2 separate regions of the Mus musculus genome follow, and region 1 is linked to region 2. The links are chromatin contacts, called in public HiChIP or PLAC-seq maps. All regions are on one chromosome and are shown on one strand. Each heading gives the region's core, a stretch centred on a gene start, on an enhancer-like site or on the middle of the called end of the contact. The rest is flanking DNA. Distances are from core to core; before and after follow the strand shown. Region 1 holds the start of 9430021M05Rik (RIKEN cDNA 9430021M05 gene). Region 2 overlaps Ptprt (protein tyrosine phosphatase, receptor type, T).

Region 1 (4,453 bases), core at 1,593-4,092, 830 kb after region 2:
GCTCATGAAACACAGGGTAGAGTAAGGTAGGGGGAAATTGCCTTTGATGACAGCTTCTGACTCCGACTTTTGGACACTGTGACCAACAGTCACAGCAAAGCCCATCAGCCCTCAATGTCCTAGATGTAAGCTCACAAATTGAAATTGCTTCCGAGACCGGGGAATCTTCAGATCAAAGGAATATGGAGAACACACTACTGAGTTTTAAAATGCATTATTTACTCAGACTTGCAGAAAGTTTAAAATAAGCTTTTTCAAAAGAGACCCAAACTATAATCATACTTATAACAAATTTGGATTCTGACAATACCACAATGAGGAATAAAATAAGAAGAGAAGTCCGTTTTAACAAGTCAACAGTTGCAGGATTAACGCGTCGACAATTACAGATGTTCATAAGGAAAGCCCCGGAAGAATCCAGTTTAAACGATCTAGTTAGCATTAAAGTAGAGCGATAATGAGCTAGGTATAGAAAAAAAAAAGATGCCCATTTCTATAAATGAGCGGAGCTTAGAACGCACCAAGTCACCAAGACAAGCTAATCCTACTCCTTTAAGGAGCCGGGAACAACGCAGCCGCTTGCTAAATATATGCTATTGTAGCTTTGCAAAAGCTATGGGCCCAGGTAGAACCAAAGGAAACATATGGCGCCTTCGCAGTCGATTTCTTCCCAAACTGTACTCCAGGATTGCTTTTCTTCCCGGTGTGTTCCGAGCAGCAAACAAAGAAAAGGTGCTTCCTCCTCACACTTCTCTAAATGTTTTAACAAAAGGCTGCTGAATAAACACATTACTCATTTAAAAATTGAACCGAAGTTCTATCCCTGAGATGAAAGCGGCTCGATTTGCATTTAACAGCTGTGAGCGAGCGCCACCTTGCGGTAACATGCGGAACCGGCGTGCGTTTCAGCCCTGGACAGCTTTCTGGAGCAGGTTCTGGGTTTACAGCTGCTACCCAAAAAAGGTCTGTGGGACGTGTTTGATCCGGTTTCTGCTGCGGGAACGTGAGTACTATTAACGTATGAATGTCCCGCCAAGCCTTAGAAGACAGTAAAGATTAGAATCATAAGTCATACCCGGGTCCCCAGGACTGCCTCAAGCACCCTCCTGCCAGCTTCCTGACACAGCACACCTAACGCAGACCCCAAAGCGAGGGAAACAAGAGCCTTGAAGCATCTTCAGAATGATGTTGCGGCCGTCTCTTTTCTCCCCCTCTTGTCCCAGCCTTTCAGCTTCAGACACCTCAAAAAGAGTGGCCTCCTTGCTCAACTTCGCTGGCACGAAAACAAGCTGTTCCTTCCCATACATCCTGTGTCCAGTTTCCATTTTAACATCAAGTCAGGGAAGAAAACCTAAGACATTTCTAACGGAATGTCACTCCGGCGGTTCTTCCTCTCAAAAGCAGCCTGTTTAGAGACTTCCATCAGGCTCACTGCCTTTCTTTCCCTTTCTTCCTCCCCTGATTTCTTATGTGAGCACAGCTGTTGCTTAGCAATCCAAAAAGAACCCTTTCCTAAGTTCCGCTGACATGCCTCAACGTGCCCCCCGCCCCCGACCCCGACCAGCGACAGCAGCTCAGTGTGGTCACTCCTAAACCAAAGGTGCTAAGAAACTTCGAGGTGATTTTGAACTTGGAGGTATCCCTCCCCACCTCTCCTTCCCTCTTTAAGGGACTCACGGAAGGAAGCCCTACCAGTGGGGTTTTAGTGATGAGAGAGACCCTCGGTAGTGGTCTCTTCAGCTCAGTCGCCACTAAGAAGACACTAGACACACTCTGGGGAACTAGCTACCTGCCCATGGGCAAGCCGAAAGACGAGTGTCCCGAAGTTTTCAGAAGCCCACTAGCTCACTGATCAAAGCCACTGCACTTAAAGGGCCTTAGCAGGGTACCCATTACTCTGGACAGAGCCACGAGGTGAGGTGAGGGTTTAGCCGAGTGGGTCATTCACAAGAACACTCCCATGGGAAGTCCCAGCTGCTAAGGGCTCGCTAAGGGGAGCGGCGTGTTTAGAACAACACTGGATGATCTTCAGTGTCTCCCAGGAGAAAGGAAAAGCCACCGCCCTGGCAGCCTGGGCCTGCTAGGGACCTGTGCTCCCCACTCCAAGAGCGCGCAGCCCAGGAAGCTGCCCGGGTGACAGTGCTCCGCGCCGGGCGAGAAGCGGCGCCTCCTCCCTCCACCCCGAAACACTCGAGTGACAGGTTCCGACAAGTGGGAGGCAGCAAGTGGAAATATTCGCAACAGCCGCGCAAAGTTACTCCCGCCCGGGGGTGGGGGGGAAGCGGCAGGAAAGTAAGGCGACGAGGGGCCAGGGGGGGACCTGGAGCGGGACTGGGCACGCCTGGACACAGCAGCTGCGTCCGGAGGTTGGGACGGGACTCCCACCGGGCCCCGGCATCCCCTGGCCACGGGACCCAACTTTCTCCTCCCAGGGCTGGGGAGAGCGAAGGGGCCCGGGGAGCCCGGCGGGCGCACTCACCTGCGGCGCTCTGCGCTCCGGCGCCGGGCAACGGCGGCCGCTGCAGCCCCAGGAGCAGGAGCCGGAGCAGGCAGAGGGCGAGCCCGCCAAGGCTCCCCATCCGGGCGGCAAGCGGCTCAGCCCCTTCCCGAGGGCGCCGGGGCCGGGACTCGGGCGGGCGCGGGGCGGCCCCGCATCGCCAGCGCGGCTGCAGGCAGTGCGCGCCGCTGGGCTCCCGGGGCTGGCTCCTCTCCGGCTGCGGGAGCCGGCGCCGCTGCGCTCCGAGCCCAGGCGCGGCGCGAACTGAGGCGCGAGGCTGGGCGGGGGCGGGACGCGGGGGCCGGGGGGCGGTGTCCCCAGAGTCCTAACGCCGCCGCCGTCGCCGCCGCCCGCCCGGGCGCTCCGCCTCGGCCACGCACACACACCCTCGCGCGCACGCCCGCCCGCGCCTGGCACACGCCCGCGGCTGCCACTCGCGGGCTCCCCCACGCACCCTCTCCCGGGCTGGCCGGCTCGGGGCCGCTCGCGCACTCAAGCGCGTACACACATCGCTCTTGCACACACAGGATCTGCGGGGTATTCGCCTCTTCGCCCCGCGCCACACCACCCAGCTGAGCATCGCTTTCAGGCTACCCTGCGGGGGCGCAGGTACGAGGCGATGGGGGGAGGAGAGAAACCTGGAACAGCCTTTGAAGTAAGGGTGGGAGAACAGGTGACTGGGGGGGGGGGGGGCAGTGCGAGCAGGCAGGGGGAGGGAGAGGCCCGATCAACTCCGGACGCTACAGGGCTGTGAATTGCGGGAGGGGGATGCTTCGCAAAGCTGGGGACAGCTGTTGAAGGGTCTCCTGCACACCCTAAAATTCTCTCGTATATTCATATTCTCCCTTTCTCTTTCTTTCTCTCTCCCTTTCCCTCCCTCTTTCCTCATCCCCTATCATCTAGTCAGCAGTCCAGCACAGCCGACCTTAATCACAACACATCTCTTTCTCTTGTCCCTAACCCCGCCCTACACACACAGGTGTGGGAATCTCTCCCCCTTCTCTAGCTGCCTCCCCTGTTCTCCCTTTCAGAGAGAAATGGAGCTTTCCCCCTTTTGCTTCCTGGTCTGAACAAAGACCTGGCTGGGGCTGAAGGCCTAAAGACATAGATCACTGGGCAGTGCCTGCCACAGCCCACAGGCCTGCCACCAGGGGAGGGATGTGAGCCTTGTATATAAAGGCCTTCGATAAGGACACCCAAAGATGCTGAAGGGATTCCTACTTTGTAAACACTTTACTGCCTGCCCAAAGCCCTCCTTCGGTTTAACAAAGTGTTTCCCCCTCCCCATTCCACTCCCTTGTTGGAGTCCCAAAGGACTGAACCGGACAGACAGACCATTAGGAGTCATATGGAAGTCAAACACAGCCAGCATCTCCAAAAGTGGGGCACCAGGGGCTCTGGGTTGGAGTTGCTTTGGCAGAGCCTCACTGGTACCCCAGCTCTGCCGAGGTGGACGTTTTTTATTGAACACCAGCCCATTTATTTCTCTCAGCCCACACTTGTAATTCCAGGCAAATGCTTCCACCTGGCTCTGAACGACCTCCCTCCACCTCCACAGCCTCCACTTTTCTCAAGATAAACACAGGGGCCAGCCCATTGCATGGCCAAGCACCTCCCACACTTCCCTGGTCAAAGCACTCTCCCAGGGGAGAGGACCCCTCCCCCCCCCAAAAAAAAGAAAACCCTGCTGCTTAGCCCTCACTCCAGGGAATAGGGTTTGTGCTCTGGGGGGTTTTGGGGGGGGGGGGAGTGGCGGGAGCCTGGGAGTTAGACCTCTTGCAAGCTACCTTGCAGGTCCTTAAATTTTTTACTAATATTGACAGTGCACTTGACTGGGCAGTCATAGCCTTGGCTGTTCTCTGGTGACACAGGATGATTGCCCCCCTGGGAACAATAGGAATAGAAGATCCCTTCAGCTCAGAGCTAAACTGCCCAACTGTTTGATCCAGCCCATGT
Region 2 (4,705 bases), core at 1,536-4,035:
GTCCTTAAAACAGAAAAAGTTCTCATGAATCACTAAAAAGGATGGTTCTGCCAACAGGAAGAACTGAGAAGTGAAGGAGAAGCCCACAAGGATCACCAATGGGTGAAGTGAGGGTCAACCTCACTAGAAATCAAATAAGAGCAAGTTTCAGTTAAATATCCTGGTATGCTTTTCTACTAGTGAGAGGAAATTAACATGGTAATAGAGGGGTTTGAAGAGATGGCTTAGTGGTTAAGATCATTGGCTTTTCTCCCAGGGACCCAAGTTCATTCTTAGTGCCTACGTATAAATTCATAACCATCTGTAACTCCAGTTTCAGAGGACCTGGCACCCTCTTCTGGCTTCTGCCAGCACTTCATGTTTACTGGCATATATGCAGGTAAAATATACACATAGAATAAAAATAAATCTCAAAAATTAAAATGATAACAGAGTTTTGCTAGATGGACAATTTTGTACATTGCTGATATGACTGTAAGTCTCTTTTCTGGGTGGAAAGAATTGACCTCATAGCTGGAGGTCTCCCACATGAACTCAGTAACAGGAGAGGCTGAAGCAGATTCACAAAAAGAAAAACAAAAGCAGTTATGTCCAAACTTAAGTACAGACAAGCATAGTAATCCTAAAGGAATAAGATCATGTATATCTACTACAAAGGAGAATCTATCTCAAGAAGTTGAACATCCTTACAATTAAGATTCCACCACAGAATTCATCTTATATCTTAATGTTACATGTGTGAGAATTTTGCCTGTGTATCTGTGTACCGAGTCTGTCCAGTACCACTGGGGGCCAAAAGGGAACATTAAATTCCCTGGGACTTGAGTTGTGAGCTACCCTGTGGGTGCTGGGAATTGAACTGGGATCTTCTGGGAGAGCAACCAGTACTCCTATTTATGAAGCCATCTCTCTAGCCCAGAATTCCTATTATCTGCAGCTCAAGTGTCATCTCAGAGGACAAATATATCCATATTTGGCAATGTCAAATATAAATTTCTTAAGAAAAGCAGTATCTCTAGGACCTAAGAATGAAAACTAAGGCTTTCACACTTGGAGGGGGGAAACCATGTATTATTTGAACAGTCTTTTACTGAGTACTTGCTGTGTGCTGGGTGATGAAATGAAGAACCCACACGGAGGCTCCAGTCTCTTGGGGAGGCAGATTATGCTTTAGTCTGAAGTCCTTTCAAGGCTCACACTGAAGCCTAACTCTGTTGGGTAGTAAATGGTGGCATCTTTGGAGGAAGTGATTATGTCCTAAGTGCTTCACCCACATAGGTGGATTGGTGCCTTAGAAAATGGATGGAGGAAACTAGTTCAGATCTACCAGCCTTTTGATGTCTGCCATTTGAAGTCACAATGTTCCAGGCTCCTCCTTGGAAGAAAGAACTTGACCTCCAGCCTACACTTACCAGGTTGCTGCTATCACTGTGGACTTCCTACCTTCTTAGAACATTAGAAATGAAATCTGTTCTCTATAATTACTTAGCCTATGGAGATTTTATTTTTGATGTTACGGTAACATAAATGAACTAAGACATGTGGTAACTAAGTATTTAGATAGTCATGAGTTAACAGTTGCTTAAACCAAAAGGATGTGAATGGTATATGCTATGCTGAAAATTCAGGTAATAAGCTATTTCTCTTTTGTGGTGAATAAACAAGGAATGTCCTTTAGAGTCAGAAACAAAAAACATAGCTGCCAAGACCATTATTAATAAAATTGCTTTCAACATATAAGGATCCAGAATGAGACAGGAAACAGCAATAAATAAAGAATCTTGCGGGGATACAAAGATCACAAACTTCTCTCTCTCTCTCTCTCTCTCTCTCTCTCTCTCTCTCTCTCTCTCTCTCTCTCTCTCTCTCTCTCTCTCTGTGTGTGTGTGTGTGTGTACATATACACAAGTGCATGTGTATAGAGGTGTAAGGATCTGTGGTTAACTCCACAACTCAAATAGTATGAAAAAGCAAAGAGTGCTTTATTCTGCAGAAGCCCAAAATTTGGGGTATCCCATTACAAAGATGGAGACCCCCAAGTGAGCTCAAAGGCCCAATTTAAAGCACATTAGGAGAATTCCCTTGAGGGGTAGATGAATTTATCTTAATCTGTTGGCTCTGTCTCTAGGAACATTCTAGAACCATTGCTGGGGTCTGGAAACTGTTGCTGACCCATTGCCCTTGCCTCAAGCCAGGTGGCAGGGCAGCTTCTGATGACAGGGCAATTTCTGACTGGCAGCCTGAGGCCTGAGTTTTTTTTTTCAGTAACTGACTTGCCTGGACTTGCCCAGTTCTTAGAAACAGAAACTTAGGCCTAGTTTCCTGAACTGCTAACTTGTAGCCTATCATGGAGTCAGCCTGTCTCAGAGGACAGATGTTGAAGCTGGCTACCTTCTTCAGTAACTCTCTCCTTTACTGTTTGAAACAAGGTATCTCACTGAAACTGGAACATGTGGGCTAGCTAGGACGAATAGCCAATGAGCTTCAGGTATCTGCCTGTTTCTGCCTGTCCTCCCCAGGGCTAGATAACAGACCACACTCTTGTGCCTAACTTTATCTTTATTTTTTAAACATTCATATTTATTGTTGAGGTAGCAATGGTTGTATATGTGCATACACATATGTTATACAGCACATGTGTAGTCAGAACACATTTTTTAGGAGTTGGTTCTCTCCTTTAGCCATATGGATTCTGGGGATTGACACTGGGTCATCAGACTTGGCAGCACACCCTCTCTGTAGCTGAGTCATCTTGCTAGCCTCACGCACAGCAGGCACTTTCCTAGCCAAGCCATCCCCTCAGCCCCTGTAGCAGAACTCTTTAGGGACAAAATATGAAAGGCACACCATTACAATAGTTGCAGCATGCAAAGGCTGAATTTTGCCAACATCGGGCTATTGCAATATACAGGGAAAATTGCATCCTAATCACAGTAGAAAACTATGATTCAGAGGATTGAAAGGAAACAAAGCTTTCCAGTTTCAGCATGGGCAACCATCATGCAGGAGCAAGCATCAACCCCAAGTTCCAAGAACCCAAGAAGAACGATTTTAAAGTTCATTCATTGCAAAAACAAAACTTGAGCAGTAAAGAACCTTCTCACACTGACCGACCTGTGCTACATTCTTAAAAGCCTCCTATGAAGGACTCATCTCCTTGTGAGAACATCTCTGAAAAAAAAATAAATAAAACATTCTCCCCCAGGCCACAGCTGGCTGCACCTGATGACAGTGATCAATGGCTCTATTATGTAGATTTGTCTCTGGCTCTGGTCCTGACCACCAGATAGCCCAGTTGACTGTCTGAAACGGATATGCTAGGATGCTCTGGCCACAAACACAGTAAACTCTCTGGAGAAGTTTTCCCCTTAACTTGGCTTGTTGCCCCCTCCCTGAAGATTCATCATCCTTTTGGTAGCTCCTCCTGAAGAGATGTCTGATCAAATGTAAGAGCCCCAGTTGTCGGTGTGAGGTAGACATTAACATTACTCCTGGCATGAGATAGGAGTTAGGAGTCTCTTCACTGGGTTGGACGAACACACTAAGACAATGTTCCTTGACAAACAACCTGGGAATGCAAATCACAAATGAACTTCTGGACTGTGGAGTCTGGTGGGGTAAGAGAGAGAGTGGTGAGCTGGGGTCAGATAACCACACCTTGAGAAGCTCTGATAAGAGGTTCAAGCTTTGTGACAGAGGCTGCAGGAATGCAACCCTGGAATTAAACCAGAGACTGACATTATCACATTTCCCATTTTAAAGGGAGAACAAGCTGGTGATGGTCTGGATCCATGTAAGAGAAGATACATAGCAGGAGAGAGAGAGTGAAGCTGTCGGCTGCCTGTCTTCAAGTTCACTTTGCAATTACTGCCTTTCTCTGATAACTGGGATAAATGCCATCCGCACCACAGCTCATGCTCAGAAAAACCCAGCATGTCCCCGTACTGAAGCAGCCTGAGCTGGAAGCTCTCAGGGATAAAGGGGTGGTGCCCTGTATGGAGCTGATGGAGTAGAGTGCAAATCCAAGGAGTGTTATTCAGCCAGTCCCTGAGCTCAGCCGCACCCTAGCTCTACCAATGCTGAAGTTTAATGTTGCTACAATAAACCTATTCATGCCTAAGAACAGAGAAGCTCAAGCAGTGACTTCTCCCCTATACTGTCCCTCTTTATACTCCAACACATACATGTATATATGCATGCATACATGTATGTGCTTCTCCAACCATATTTGTTAGAATACTAGCAGACACTGCTCTTTTATATGAATGAAAGCTACACAGCCTGGTTCATCTAATACCCTTTGCTTGGCTCTACAATACCCTTCTTTATCTCTTGCTCTTAAAGGGTAGTGAGCATGTTGTTCTTATTCGGGGTTTAGAGCTACTTGCCTTGACCTAATTGGGAACATGATCACCTGTGTCCTCTTCATTCAGGGATCCAAGGATTGTGTGTTAAGGTAGGTTCAAGAGCATATTCTAAAACCATCTGTAAGCTCTCATGTGCAACTGAATCAGACTCTGAGTAGGTCTAGGGGCTGGGACTGGCATCGTGAAATTCTCACTCATCCCCAGGTGATTCTGCTACTACTCCTTAGTGGCTCAATCCTGAAATAGCCAGATGTGACTGCTGTAGACTCTGAGCTCTTTGTATCAATTTGCAAGTAGCACTGGGGTTAGAGTGAGTGACCTGGATCTATGCCATTCGT

What was found. HiChIP or PLAC-seq counts read pairs in DNA pulled down with a chosen protein or histone mark.
Region 1: an H3K27ac HiChIP or PLAC-seq map of VIP interneurons shows a contact between it and region 2, with 12 times the contacts expected there. The contact joins the promoter of 9430021M05Rik here to the enhancer-like site in region 2. A contact is called at or near these places in 9 of 39 promoter capture datasets (the 3T3-L1 cell line, the C10 cell line, embryonic stem cells and 4 more), 4 of 115 datasets of contacts at active chromatin or transcription factors (VIP interneurons, embryonic forebrain, forebrain and 1 more) and 1 of 9 other capture datasets (adipose tissue).

Annotation. Positions count from the first base shown.
Region 1 is chr2:162,658,321-162,662,773 of GRCm38.p6, forward strand. It overlaps 9430021M05Rik (RIKEN cDNA 9430021M05 gene), which reads left to right and starts at 2,843. Exons shown (of 4, transcript NR_033569.1): 1 at 2,843-3,106; 2 at 3,401-3,476. It overlaps Ptprt (protein tyrosine phosphatase, receptor type, T), which reads right to left and starts at 2,827. Exons shown (of 31, transcript NM_001291150.1): 1 at 2,480-2,827. The coding sequence starts at 2,579.
Region 2 is chr2:161,831,281-161,835,985 of GRCm38.p6, forward strand. All of the region lies in intron 9 of Ptprt (protein tyrosine phosphatase, receptor type, T), which reads right to left. Among named protein-coding and RNA genes, the nearest start is that of Gm35374, 440 kb to the left of the region's middle. Within about 2 kb of position 2,786, at least 5 of the 459 cell types and tissues checked have an H3K27ac peak or open chromatin away from gene starts, as enhancers often do. A contact at or near this core is called in VIP interneurons, where this site is marked.